Regions from separate parts of the Anas platyrhynchos genome. Here region 2 is linked to region 1. Evidence: chromatin contacts called from public Hi-C data. All regions are on one chromosome and are shown on one strand. The core of a region is the stretch at or near the end of the contact, and the rest is flanking DNA. Distances in the headings are between cores, read along the strand shown. Region 1 holds the start of LRRK1 (leucine rich repeat kinase 1). Region 2 holds the start of CHSY1 (chondroitin sulfate synthase 1).

What was found. Hi-C and Micro-C count contacts between places; a contact is called where the count stands out from the background.
Region 2: a contact with region 1 is called in a Hi-C map of subcutaneous adipose tissue, with 4 times the contacts expected there. The contact joins the promoter of CHSY1 here to the promoter of LRRK1 in region 1. A contact is called at or near these places in 2 of 8 Hi-C or Micro-C datasets (skeletal muscle and subcutaneous adipose tissue).

The regions. Positions count from the first base shown.
Region 1 is chr11:21,915,769-21,922,724 of IASCAAS_PekinDuck_T2T, forward strand. It overlaps LRRK1 (leucine rich repeat kinase 1), which reads left to right and starts at 3,696. Exons shown (of 34, transcript XM_038184842.2): 1 at 3,696-3,836; 2 at 6,870-6,956. It overlaps ALDH1A3 (aldehyde dehydrogenase 1 family member A3), which reads left to right. Exons shown (of 13, transcript XM_005011090.6): 13 at 1-595.
Region 2 is chr11:22,054,933-22,061,888 of IASCAAS_PekinDuck_T2T, forward strand. CHSY1 (chondroitin sulfate synthase 1) reads right to left here and starts at 3,538. Exons shown (of 3, transcript XM_038184984.2): 1 at 3,012-3,538. The coding sequence starts at 3,310.

The DNA.
Region 1 (6,956 bases), core at 2,446-4,945:
AGCTTCTATTTTTGTAATACACTTAAAGCGCAAACATCTTCTCAGACAAATATTTTACTTTTGCCTACTTGACGGTTTTCTAGGGCTGCAGTCAGACAGTAGGGAGGTAAGGCAAACAGTAAAAGGCTGGTTATCTTGATATATCTCTGTATTCACTTTTGATAAACAGTGGTTTTAACTGAAATCATCTGAAAATCTTAAAATCCTAGTATTCTGGCTTTATATGTATAATATATATTTCAACACTTTTTTTTTTCCCTTATCAAGTTTTTAAAAAGTTGATGTATCTCTTATTGTATAAATCAGGGTTTGACTCTACACACTGAATTTTCTAAGTTATATAACATTAGACACTAACTTTAAAATAACCCCTTAGAGGGTATATATTCTTTCATTGCACAGTAAGGCTTTCATATGAAATACTACTTTTTTTTTTTAAAGAACTATATTTATAAATTAGGATACAGTTAACCTAATGTATTTTTATAGCTAAAGGTACATGAAAATGCTATGTTTAAACCTCTTGTATATATCTAGACTATGGGTATCTTTTTGTAATAGTTCTTGTTCCTAATAAATGTTTAACTTTGTGAAATGCTTTTTGAATGCTACATATTGGTATGCCTCAAAGTGAGATGGGGAAGTGGGAAACTTCTGCTGAGTGTACTCATTGTAACAGAGGAGTAATTAATACTTTATTTACACTGATTAGTGTGCCTTGAGATAATTCCAGCCCCTCTACTGCACACGTTAAGACCTTTTCCATCAGTGTGTAGCTTCCACTCAACCCAGTCCTCCTGCTACCATTTCTTATTTCACTCTGAATTTGGCCCATTGTGTTAGTAAAAGTGATCACTGGAAAGAGTTAAGGTTTCGTGCTTCTGAAACAAAATGGCCCTGTATTGCTCTAGTTACAGCGGGCTCTTCCTCGAACAGCCTGGTGTCTGTTTCCCTCGATTCAGTGACCCAGCAGTATTCCCCAAACAGAAACGTGCATGGGGCTCACAAGAGGCAACGTAATTTCAAGGTATCTTTATTTCAAGGTACCTTTTACACTCAGCAGGACTGAATGTAGAGTGTGTGTTGGCATTTCTGTATGTGGGGATTCAGTATCTCACTGGGGGACTCTGAAGGAATCTTAGGTTGGATTCATTTCTGCAATCTGTGAAGAATAGCCTGTTTTAAAAAGGGCAAGGGAAGTGAAGTGCTGAAGTGTGGTCAGTGCTCTACAAATAAAAGCCAGATCGTGTGTCTGTTAGCTTACCCTTTAAGCAGTCGCTTTTGCCACTTACAGGGAGTAGAGCAAGGAAGGAGAACAGGGCTGCAGCGGGCAGGGGCAAGCACAGCTCCTTCCAGTTTAGAGCAGGATGGATCCTTTCTGCCTTCTGAGGTGAGCCTCAAAACAGAGAATTTGAAGGGACTGTGGACCATGCTGCTGGATGGGATGTCCTGCCCTGGGCTGGTTGCTTCCTAAATCCCTTTGTGACACAGTCATCACTAGTAAGACTCTGCTCCACACCTTCCCTTTCCTGTCTTATTTCTTTCATCTGCAGTGTGGCCAGAGCAAGAAAATGCCACTGTCTTTAACTCTCTTCACATCTAATACGCGTGTGATAAAAGACAAATACCTGTCATCTCCCTGCACAGGGCAAGCCAAGCCCCTTGAATTTTCCACTTGGTAACAGCACTGCTCAGGAACTTTGTGACCAAACATTAGAAAGGAGAAGACTGGAGATACAAATTATTGTAATATAATCAATGGAGACGTAGGCCAGGAAGAGGGGGAAAAGATATGCTGGAAAAAAATGGAGAAATTCTTGCTAGGGGAATTTATAGTCTCAATCAAAATAAAAGGAAAAATGTGATTTCAGTGGGTTTTTAAGCAATGGTACTAAAAAAAAAAAAAAAAAAAAAAGTTTTTTAAAAGCTCTGGATAAGAGCCAGGCTGCGAGGCATAAAAGACAGCAGACTGGATAGAAAGTGGAAAGGGTGCTAAACAGATAGCACTCGTGGTTGCAGCTAAAGCAGATTAGTGGACACCTGAACAGAGGTAGGAGCACCAGTGAAGACCCATCCTCTCTGTGTCTCCATGAGCATAGCAAAGAAGCACCGTAGAGCAAGTCTCAGACTGCAGCAGCCATTCAGCGCATGGATGTGGCTTTTTCCCTCCTCAGGAAATCATCAGAGACCCATTTCTTGGTTTGGGCCAGGGAAAAAACAAACAAACAAACAAACAAAACACACACAAAAATCTTTGTACATAATTTAAGGAATCATAATGAATAACAAAACAGAAGTCATGCAGAAATGGTGTTCTCTTAGTAGGTCCAGTGGGTAGGGAAAATAAAGTCGTAGTAGTACCAGGTTTTATAAAAGTCACCTGGTATCAGGAAATTAATTGGGTTGTGATGGGGAAAGGACGTGTCCAACACCACCCTAGCTGGACTAACACCTTCGGCAGAAAGGGGGCGATCTTGCTTTGCTTTTCCTAAAAGGCGCAAACCCGCTCCACAATCTGGAAAAGGAGCAATTTGCACAGAAACAAATCTCAGATGAACTCTGCGTGGAGAAGAGTAAGACTTGTCAGAGTCACTGATAAGCACCAGCCTCGGGCAAAGGAGCTGAAAGTTGAGCAGTTTGTTCTTGTTTCTTACACCAACTTTGTGGATGGAGGATCTCAGGCTCAGTACGAGGCTGCTGAGGGAGTCTTTTGTTGGTGGGATGGCCTTGTTTTGGTGGCAGGATTGTGAGGGCCATGGTGCCTGAGTGAAACCTTTTGCTTTATTATGTATAAAATGAATATTAAAGTTAAAACTCCCTGAATATGATAATGAGATTAATAAAAGTACATAGTAAACATATGTGGTTATAGTACTCAGCTGTTCACCCAAATCATGCTAAATGCCACCCCAAGAAGGGAACAGATAAGGTTAGGATATAAAAGAGTTAGTGTAAAGAAAAAAAAAAAGATGGAAAAAAGTTGGGAGGAGAAAAAGAAAAGCTGGGGGGCGGAGGAGAAGGATTTGGAAACCTAGAAGAGGCAGTCAACGGGCTGTGCTCTTTCTCCTTCACCAAGAGAGGGACACCTTGGTAAACTCTGCACCTTTCAGCAAGGAGTAATACCTGGGATAGCATTTTGCTTGCACTGTTATCGTATATTAGCACTATTATATTTATCAGCAGCAATTCTGAAACTGTTCTGTCACTTTATTAAATATGATCAACTTTGTGAAACTGTGTCTCAGTGAAAGCCCTTGGCAGGGCTCTGAAACAGATAAATGTTGGCCTCTGGTAAATCCCCTTCAACGTGTCTCTGTATCGGCAAGGCCAAGCCTCCACCACGAAGCTACAGGACTCATCTCCAGCCTGGCAGCCGCGCTCTGGGCACAGTGGTGTGGTGGCAGCACTGACGAAGCCATCCAGATAACGTGGCTGAGAGACGGGGACTTCAGCTGCTTCACCTCAAGAATCCAATATTTCCTAAATAAATAAATTAATTAATTAAAAACAAGCAGCATGAGCCTGTGTAGATGTGCCCAGAGAGCGGAGGGAGCCCTCAGCAGCCCCTTCTACCCCGCGGGGACCCGGTGAGGACGGAGCCCCCTCACGGCATGGCGGAGGGCGCCGAAGCCCCGCGGGGCGCCGCCCGCGCCCTCACCGCGGCCTCCGGGGGCCGGTGGCGGAGGAGGCGCCGCCGCGCTGCTGCTGCCCCGCTCCTTTTCCTTCCTTCCTTCCTCCCTCCGCCTCCCGAGCCGCACAGCGAGGCGGGCGGCCGGCCGGAGGAGGAGAAGAAGGAGGAGGAGGAGGAGGAGAAGAGCCCCGGCAGGACGCAGGAGGTACGGCCGCCCCCGGCCCCCCGCCGCCCCGCACGCACCTGCCCCCGCCGCCGGGGCCGCGCTGAGGGGAAGGCGGCGAGGGGCTGGGAGAGGTGGAGGGGGGGCGCTGAGCACGCTGAGGGGGGCAGCTGGAGAGAAATAAAAGCGAAATAAAAGTTGGGAGCGAAGTTTTGGGGCGAGGGGGGGCGGCTTCTCCTCAGCAAGCGGCGGGCGGGAGGCTCTGCCCCGGGAAGGAGGGAGCCCGGCCGGGGCCGTGAGGGGCGGCTCGGCTCGGGGTGGCCGCGGGGGCTCCGCCGGGGCCGGGGAAAAGCCCCTCGGTGCTCTCGGCCCCTCCGTGTGGCCGCTAGGAAGAGGGGAGACCCGAAGGGAAACTGGGTGTGATTGCCGCTCCTGCTTCCTGCTGAGCTTTACACCCGGGTAGGGCGCAGGGTGGCTGGCTCTCGGTGCCTGCTTTGTGAAGGGGGCAGCAGCGATTTCACAGAATCACAGAATTTGCCGCTTTCCGCAGATTTTTCGTGTCGCCGAAAGGCCCTCAGCAGGTGACAGGTCTGAGCCACGCTCTGCTCCTCACCGGGCAGCCGCTGCTGCTTCCTGGGGAGCCTTCGCCCAGCCCTTTTGGGGGCACCCCGCTGGTGCTATCCGCCTCTTCAGACCCCATTGCCTTGTCCACCACAGCTCCGGGCCCTAAATGAGCTCTTCAGAAACATCAAAGTTTGTGGAGATTGCTTGTGGGTTGGGAAGTGATGCCAGGCACGGCTGGGTGTGCTGGGGCAGCACCTGAAAGCTGGCAGTAAGGGAGGCTCAGGAGAGATGCTGGGAGTACACGAGGCGGGATGTAAACCTGCACCCAGATCTGTTCTTCACCATCTCCCTCCTGAATGGGATTCTGCAGAGCCCGTAGGACTCAAGTAGTGCTGTTTTTCCAGTCACTCTCTCTCCCTAAATCAAATTAAGACCTGGTGTTTGCACGTGTTGCAGTTGAGTGCGTCTTGCTTGAGGTAACAGCACCACAGGGACGCTTTTAGTGTATACACAAAGATCCCAAAATAGGGAAATACAGGAGCCTGCACAGGGGCTGTGTGACACTAAGGCACTTAGAGCTGAAGCATTCACTAGTTAAAGGGAACTCACTATCACAGTTTCAGGAAAAATATAAGTTTTTTCCTTTCACTATGTACAAGGAAAGTTCCACCCCACGCAGTAATCCGGGTAGAGACTTAAAAATTGGGTGCGGGATGATTTTTCTCAAAGCTCTTCAGACATGGTGTGCCCCAGTAGTGCAGCAAGGAAACGCTTCAAAAACCAGCATCTGCTAAAAAGAGTTATTCTGTTGTTTTGTTGGTTTGTTTTTTTTTTTTTTTTGCATGGGGAAGTGTTTGTTCTGATGTAGCTGCTCAGCACGTTGATGGTGAGGGTGTCGGGAAGGCAGGGGCTCGGTGCTGCCAGCATCACATCCCCTTCGTTTTCAGAGGGAGCGACCAGGACAGCTTTTGGGAGGCACAGCAGCCTCCCCGACACCCCCACGTGTCTGCTGTGGTCTGTGGCAAGGATGGACGGACAGATGGACGGACGGACGCACTGGTGCTTGGCTGCTTGGCCATCTGTGGCCGCTTAGAGCTGCGGCCGTGCTGCCGCGAAGGAGGTGTTGGGCCGTGGGGGGGTGTGAAAGCGCTTGCCTGTAGCCTGCTCCACGCCTCTCAGTCCATGTCGTTATTTGCTCTGTGGCACCCAAATCATTTTTCCCGTCTCTGAAAAACACCCCAGAGCCAAACCGCAGGCTGTGGCTTCGCCCGCTGCCCAGCTTGCAGGATGTGCACGGCGCTCGGGCTGCGAGTTTTGGTTCCTGCTGCCGGCACCACGAAGTAGGGGTCATCAGAAGCTCAGTTTTGCTCTAAGTGCGCCTAAAACTCAAGTCTTTGCCTGGAAACAGTTGATGTAGCGTTCAGTCATTTTTAACGGTGTTGGCTCGCTGTTAAAACGCTGTGTGATGAGGGAGGAGCAGGCAGCAGCTTCCTGGGGAGTGGGGACGGATCCACGTGTCCCTGTGCGTCCCCTGGTCCTGATCCCAGCACAGGATGCCACCTCTGCTCACGGGGCAATGCGCCTGGGTCTTGCTTGCTGAAGCACGAGGTGGGCTGTGTGCTTTGCCACATTGGATCAAAACTTCAGCATCACATGCCGAGCATGAGAAAATCTAATCAGGATCAAAGGTAAAGGGCACTGAGTTACATCTGAGAGGCATTCACGGGCTGAAACTGAAAGCAGAAGGTGGAGGAGCGCTGGCGTTGGCTGGGCACATGCTGCAAACTCACCTGTAGTGGTGGAAGAGAGAAAACGTGCAGGTGTGCAGATTTGAAGAAGTCAGAGCCCTGGGAGACTGAGCTGTACAGTCTTCTTCCGAGCTCTTGTACAGCAGCAGCCAACCTCCGAGAGCTTGTAGGGGCTTAGTTTGCCTCCCTGGACATGTTTGAAGAAGCCTGCTGCTCCGAGAGCACTGGACTTCTCTAGGACTGGGCAGAGAGGAAAGAAGCTGGTGTGCTTCTCTTAGCTCTGTTTATTCTATAGAGAATGGGCTCAGAAACCACGTCACTATTTTTCAGTTTCTCACGGTGGAGTTGCACAAGAGCCACAGTCTTCTTTGCGGATGGGAAAGGTTTTGAGGTTGCATTTAGGATTTTTCCAGCTGCGTTTCGTCGTTTCAATGCTCTGCCTTTACACTAGCTTGTGGAGAGTCTGAAACTGCAGCTGTGACCCAGGCCCACCCCCGCCACCCTCCACCCAAAGACTCACCAAAGAGTCAGCTTTGGTGGAGAAAAATTGGGAACATTTATCTTTTCTATAGTGCAGACTTTGTTAGTCTCCTCTGTTAATTCACGTTGTGTTCTTTGAACAAAGCCATGATGGAAATAATTGTATTTATATTTGCATAGGCTGATGGGTGCTTTTCTGCAAAGTAGCATTCAGACGGGAATAAGCATCTTGCACTTTCTCTACTAGAATGATTAATTTGTTTTGCCGTTTATTTTTAAACAGGGTAGATTATGGCTCTTCAAGATGGTGCTCACTAGCAGTCGCTCCGTTCCTGCACTTAATTGACAGAGATCACTCAGCTAGGACAAC
Region 2 (6,956 bases), core at 2,288-4,787, 140 kb after region 1:
ATTCTCTGAAATTTTAGGAAAAAATCCCGTTTCCTGCTAGGAGAGCCCAGGTACATCATATTTGTGCCGGATGACACAGGAGCAGGAATTTTCCTGTGGCACTGCTGCTAAGCTGAGCATCGCTCCGTCACGATGTTCACAGCCACTGCACGTGAATTCTCCCAGGAGATGTGAACGCACACCCCCCAATCCACCTTCCCACCTCGCTAGTGACCAGAAAACCCCACAGCCGCCAGCTCTGGGCTCTGAATTGAAAAAAAAAAAAAAAAAGGCATGGAAATGTGGTTTGCATTATGCGCCGGCAGCAGCTGGAGTGGGCTTAGCCAGATAATACCCAACCTGGGAAACGCCACGGCTCTGCTCCTGCAGGGACACGGGGCACTCACGCCGTGTCCCAACCTCTGACACCCGGCCATCAGCAGCATTCGCACTGCTCTCCTGTCGGGTTTCCCTGGAAATCTAGTTGCTATGGAAAACGCTAAAAAAAAGGGAAAGAAAAAAGGGTTAACGGCTCGATATTTCTATTCTTGAGACAGCAGGCTTAAATCTTGCAGGGAGAGTGCTTAGCCCTGACTGCCTCTCCTTCCTGCAGCTCTTTCAGGACAACTCCCCTCAACTGCAAAGCCATTAGCACGCAGTGCTGCACTTTCCCTGAACCCCGGCCGTCCTTTAACTCCTTCCTGCACTGCTCTTTTCCTGGCTATTTCACGCCCTTTGATGTGACACTGCTGTTTCTGAGGCCGCATTTTGCCGGCCTGCTCGAAGGGAAGCTCCTCTAACCTGGCTGTCAGATGCAATCACCGAAGCTACGAATCCGCCCTGCAAAAAAAGAAAAAAAAAAAAACACCAAAACCTGGAGATCTGAAGCTTATTTCTCTGCCTCGCAGAGCACAAAAGCCCGACTGTTTCAAAGGGCCGGCGGCTCCTGGAAATCCAGCGGGCCCGCTTTGCCTTGCAGTGGTCATTTGGCTCGTGATTGATGTTCAGGAAGTGGATTGCTTCCCCTCTTGTTAGACCCTATCGGGATTCACAGCAGCGAGGAGCAGCGAATGCTTTCCGCTCCAGCCCCTTTTAGCTCTGCCCGTCAATGGCCTTTGAGCCGCGGCAGCGCGGAGGCATTCAGCCCCTGAATCCCTAATTCCTTTCAGCGGTATCAAGGCCCTGCACACGCTGCCACCCCGGGAAAGCCTTGCGAGCAGCTTCCCGTTTGGCTCGCTGTGCCAGCGATTCAGCTCCCCAGGATGCTTTGTCAGTGTGGTAATCCCAGCGATTGTCTGCCCCAGCGCTTCATGGCAATCAAAAGCCATTTAGGATTTCAGGTTCGTCTTCCTCTTCCCCCTCCCCACCTTCCCCCGAAGATGCCTTCCTGTCACCAGGACATTAGCTCGTTTCTTTTGCCAGCAGCGGGGAGAAAAACGCCCTCAGCCCTACCGCAACGCTCCCAGCTCTCCCCATTCGGCCCTTCCCAGAGCTGACAGCCCCTCTGGAGGTTAAACCAAAAAGAGAAGCACAATAAAAAGTGATGCTCAGCCCTCCTTCCCGGGGCTGAAGGAGCCCGACCCGCCAAGCTGCATCTTTAACTGTTTTATTCGTGCACAGACGCTGCAGATCTGGCTCCGAGCTCTCCTGCAAGCACAGGCAAATCCAGGTGGGAGAGCCCTTCCCGCACCAGCACGGGAAAACATCCAGGACTAACACCCGTCTCCGGACAATGCCGCGATCACCGTCCTTTTGGGGATTCCTGCCCCAAAATCGGGTGGCTGCTAGACCGCTGGCTCTGCCACAGGACCTGGTAGGGGATGTCCCAGCGTGACTCCAGCCTTCCCCGATGTAAATGGGCATCGCAGGGCTCCTCGTGGGATTTGCAATCCAAAGCGCTCCATCCCACACGGGGAAGAAAAAGACAGAACCCTGAAGAAACGCATTCCTTCACCCCTTTCAAAGGATCCGTCACACGCCCTCTGTAACTTAATTACGGGTCTGCTGCCGAAAGAAGGCATTAAGTCTCCATTACGGCCCTCTTTGGTGCACAATACGCTGCGGATTGCCCAAATTAAGCAATTTGGCGGAGTTTTGGTGCTGATACCAAGAGCTGCCCCTTCCCAGGAGGAGACAGCCCCCGTCCATCGCGCCCTGCCCGGCCAGCGGGGCCACGCGTTGCCCAGCGGGGCAGGGAGGCGATGGAGAAACCTTTCCTCCAGCACAGGCACCGAGGGGATGTTTTAGGAGGCCAAGACCCACCCCGCAGCCCCTGTGGCCTGCTCGGAGCCGGGCTGACATTTTCAGCTCCCAACTCCTCCGGCCTCCCGGAGCGAGGGGCGTTATTTCGGCAGGGCCACGTCTCCGGCACGCCAGGCGCTGAGGCTGAGGGCTGAAGCCCCGTCCCTACACCATCACCTCCATCACCGGGGTCTGAGGCACACCGTCCAGGGCACAAATCATTCCCTAACCCCAGCACGGCCACCAGGAGAGGGTTCCTGAGCCGGCTCCACCTGGCACAGCTGCGAGCGGAGGCAGCGAGCGGCTTCCCCCTTTGTTCCCAGGCGCAGTTTGCTGGGGCTCCATCTCCTCGCCTGGACGCGGGGTTGTGGGGGGATTTTTTATCCAGCTCCCTATCCGGCAGCCCCCAAACTTTTATTTTTGAGCCTGTTATGTATTATTGTGGCTGGTTTCGGAATGGGAGATTGCTGCCTTCGGGAGGGAAGAAGCAATAGGTCTTTTTGGGAAGGGCAGCCGGCCTTGTGTGCGCTTCCACAGCTCCCCATTTGGGAAGGGGAGGGCGGCAGCTCTTTGCCCGTGCCGGGCACAGCGAGGCGAGGGTTTGGCCATCCCCAAACCCCTCAGCGACCACCACCACGGTCCCCCGAGACCAAAAACGGAGCCACCCCTCAACAACACGCCTGTCCGTCCATCCATCCTCAGTGCGCCCCATCCCAAGGTGGTGATGGCGGTGGGGGGGGGGGGGGAGCCCCTTTTCCCAAAACCTCCCCCACTTCGTCCCCTCTCCTCACCGGTGGGCAGCCACGGCGCGGCTCCTCAGGTACTTCTGCGCCGTCATCACCCCCACGAAGAGAAAGCTCCGAGCCTGCGGGCCGGGGCGGCGAGGCTGGGAGGCGGCAGCGACGGCGGCGGCGGCGGCAGCGGCGAGGGGAGGGGGCGGCGGGCGGCAGCCCAGCGGGCGGGCACGGCGGGGCCGAGCCGCCGCAGCCAGCTCGGAGGCTCGGGGCAGGACGAGCCGAGAGGCGAGCACGAAGCCCAGCACCAGCCCCAAGAGGACGCTGAGCCAGGCGCGGCGGCCGCGGCCCGCCATGCCCCCACAGCCCGGCTCCAAGCGACCCCGGAGCCGAGCGTGGTGGTGGTGGGGGGGGGGGCGGCTCTCCTCACAGCCCCTCCGCCACCACAGCCTCCACCGCCTCCTCCTCCTCCTCCTCCTCGGCCACCGCCGCCGCCGCCAGCCGCGCCGAGTCGCCCAGCGCCGCCATGGGGGGAAGGGGAAGGGACGGGAAGCGGAGGGAAGGGGGCGCCCGCCTCCCCTCCATCATCCCCTCCCCTCCCGGCCCCGGTCCTGCCCCTCGGCACAGGCGCCGTGTGCGGCCCCGCGGCCGCTGGCTCCGCCCGGGGTGGAGGGGGGACGCCCGCAGCCAGCCCCCCCCCTCCCGCTGAGGGGATGGGGGAGGGAAAGGGGGGAGCGGAGACCCCCGGGGTGGGGGCTGTGGGGGCACCAAGGAATGGGTAGTGGGGATTTGGGGGGTTTTGGGTGTGGGGTGGGAGCTGTGAGGTAAAAGAGAAGGATGGGACCCCGGGGGGTGCGGAGAACCCGGGGGTGAGGAGCTGTAGGGGCAGCAAGGGGTGGGCTGTGGGGATTTGGGGGGTTTTTGGGGTGTGGGGTGGGAGTTGTGAGGTAAAAGGGAGGAATGGGAACCTAGAGGGTGAGCAGCCCCGAGATACAAGGAGCTCCGGGTGCAGCAAGGGTTGGGTTGTGGGGATTTGGGGGGGTTTTGGGGTTTTTTTGGGGTGTGGGGTGGGAGTTGTGAGGTAAAAGACAGGGATGGGAAGCTGGGGGGTGCAGAGACCCCGGGGTGGGGGGGCTGTGGGGATTTGGGGGGGGGTTCGGGGGGTTTTTGGGTGTGGGGTGGGAGCTGGGAGGTAAAAGAGAGAGATGGGAAGCTGGGGGGTGTGGAGACCCCGGGATGTGAGGAGCCCCGGGGGCAGTAGGGGATGGGTTGTGGGGATTTGGGTTTTTTTTGGTTGTGGGGTGGGAGCTGTGAGGTAAAAGAGAAGAATGGGACCCCAGGGAGTGCTGTGGCTGAGGTGGCACTGTGGGTGCTCAGGGAGGGGAGTGCTGGGGCTGACACTTCAGCAGGACAGCCAGGGACAGGAATGCTCCATTGCCCCTTCTGCACCCTGATGGATTGAGCACAGGTAGCTCGTTATCCCCACACCACAAAACACCCCTGGGACACAGCCACGCGGCCCCGTCCCACAGCCAGGCCCTTGGTGTCGTCCCCTGGCCGTGTGTGGGGCCCCAGCCCTGGCTTCACCCTGTGCCATGTTGTTCATCTGCCTGGGAAGAGAAGGCCGGGGCAGTTCTCTTTTCCCACCTTGCTAATTAAAGCTAGCAGAAATAGGTCAGGCTGTTTCCATCCTAAGGCCGTAAGGACTGCTCGGCAGAGGGAAGGCAGGGTGAAGTGCTTCTCTTTAATCTGGCTGCACTAACTCCCCACGTGCGTTTCATCTGCAGAGTGCTTCGGCTTCAAACAGCCCCAAACCCTTGACATTTTCAAGCAAAAAAAGCCTGCAGTCTTCGCAGAACAAACGCAGCTGGCCCAGCCCACTGACCATCCACTTATCGGCGTGGTTCCTTCCACTTCCCCTGCAGTTCTGCATCTCCCGTTGCCAGCCTTTCCCTTTGCATCTTTTACCATTTCTTTATGTCATGGTCTCATCCATGGCAAGCTCAGAAAGTCTGTTATTGAGCAAGGGCCGTTGTGAAAGAAACCACTGTGCCAGCCTTCAGTGACACCAAGCTGGGCACATACGGTGGATTTTTACAATCTTCCTATAGCGTGTCACATTTCTGGGAAGCGTCAGGTAATACTGCAATCCGATGGTTTAATAAATGCTGATGTGTCTTGAAAAAAAACGCTTCTGCATGGTTTTATTGGCGCTCTGACGTCGCAAGGCTGATACTGAGGTCAGCACCGATGAACTCTGGCGATGTCAGGAGCAATGAATTACCTGAGTGCCATGACAATTGATGGCGTTAAACAAAAATAAAACAGAAATAGAAGCGGAGAAGAAATGCAAGCAAGCAAACAGAAAGGAGCAGGAGGTCTCCTTTCGGTTGCCAACAGGCAGAGCGCAGCAGGATCGCGTGAGATGTACGTTTATAGGAAGAGGAAGAAACAGACAAGAACTAAAAGGCAGAAGGCAGGGAGAGTGAAAAAAGGGCCAGACAGGAAGAGACGGGAGGCAGAGAAAAACTGGGGAAGGAGAGGAGGAGAAGCACTGCCTGGCGAACACCAGCCCAAAGGCAGGAGGGGTTTCTGAGGCTGACACGGTTTGCCTTCCAGAGTCGCAGAACGCGGGGAAAGGGTTAAAAATGCAGCACTAGCCTGGGTGCAGCAAACCTTTGCAGTTTCCCACCAGTCCTGCATTGCTGCCAGGCAGATAAGAGTGGTGAAGATCCCCCAGAAGGGCTCCTCAAAGGCTCGTCAAGCATCCTCGTGCCACTTGGAGCAGGGCTGCGCTGCCACCACTGCCACCGGCACAGAGCCCCGCGGGCTGGGGCTTGCCGGGAGCTTTGCTTTTGCTCCGACAAAGCCAGCACAGAGTTGTTCACCTGGAAACTTCATTTTGGGATCAGGGAGTGGGACCCAGCATCCACCTCAGTCCATTTCTGTTAAAATGATCCCAAACGAGTTATACCACGAAACCCCTTTGTGCTGGGCAGTGCTTCCCTTGCACAGGGGGAAATCCCCAAATCCCCACTCTGTCCCCACTACTGCAATCCCCTTCTGCCTCTCAGGATTATTGTTATTTCTGCTGTTTCCCTGATCCCTTTCCCCTCAGCCTGTGCCACTCCGGCTCCTTTACTTTCAAAAGCTTTTTTTGGTGAGGGGCCTCCCCAAACGCTGCTCCTCCCCTCTCCCCAAATAAGCCCGAATATCGGGTCCTAAAACTCAGCAAGCCGACAGATGTTGAAACTAAACTAAGGAGGCCTTTCCTCCTTTCCAAAAGAAGATGTGGCAAGTCCGTGAGCAGGAACAGGCTCACTCTCAACGTGCTCCAAATCAGCAGGAAAAATCTCCTGATTCAAGGGAAAGACACTGTGGCCTGCGAATTACAGGAAAAGGCAGAGCTGGTGTGGTTAAAAGGCCATAAAAAAAAAAAAAAAAAAAGAAGGGTTGGGGCTGAGGAGCTGTCAGCTGGCTCCTTCCCATGAAGAAAAAGAAGTTAGTCATCAGAACTGAAAGCTCCAGGCGACTTCAGCACACATGGAAACGATGAGGCGCGGGAGCTCGCAGAACCCAGGGGCCACACGGTGTTGGGAGCAGGCAGGGCAGTGTCGGGGACCCGGCTTTGTCCTCGCTGTTCTCCAGCTCCAGGACACTGCTGCACGTCCTGCAGCAGCCTGACACCAAGCCTGGCTCGCACGGCCTTGCAGGGTTTCAGTTCTCTGCTGTCCTGGGGTTTGTTTCGGTGTTTTCCCACCTCCCAGCCCCACAGCCTGCAGGGGGGAGCAAGCCCACATGTCCCACTGCCAGCCAAAGGGCTGAGATGCCCAGCAGGACGGAGATCAGGCAGGAGGTGAACCTAATTTTTTAGGTTTAGCAAGGGGACACCCCGCTAGGATCCTGTGCTGGGCTTTGTACTGCCAGGGCTTGGTGAATGCTTCGCCCAGGGACTTAGAGGATGCTGCAGTGAAACACGGTCACAGCACAAACCCATCAAAA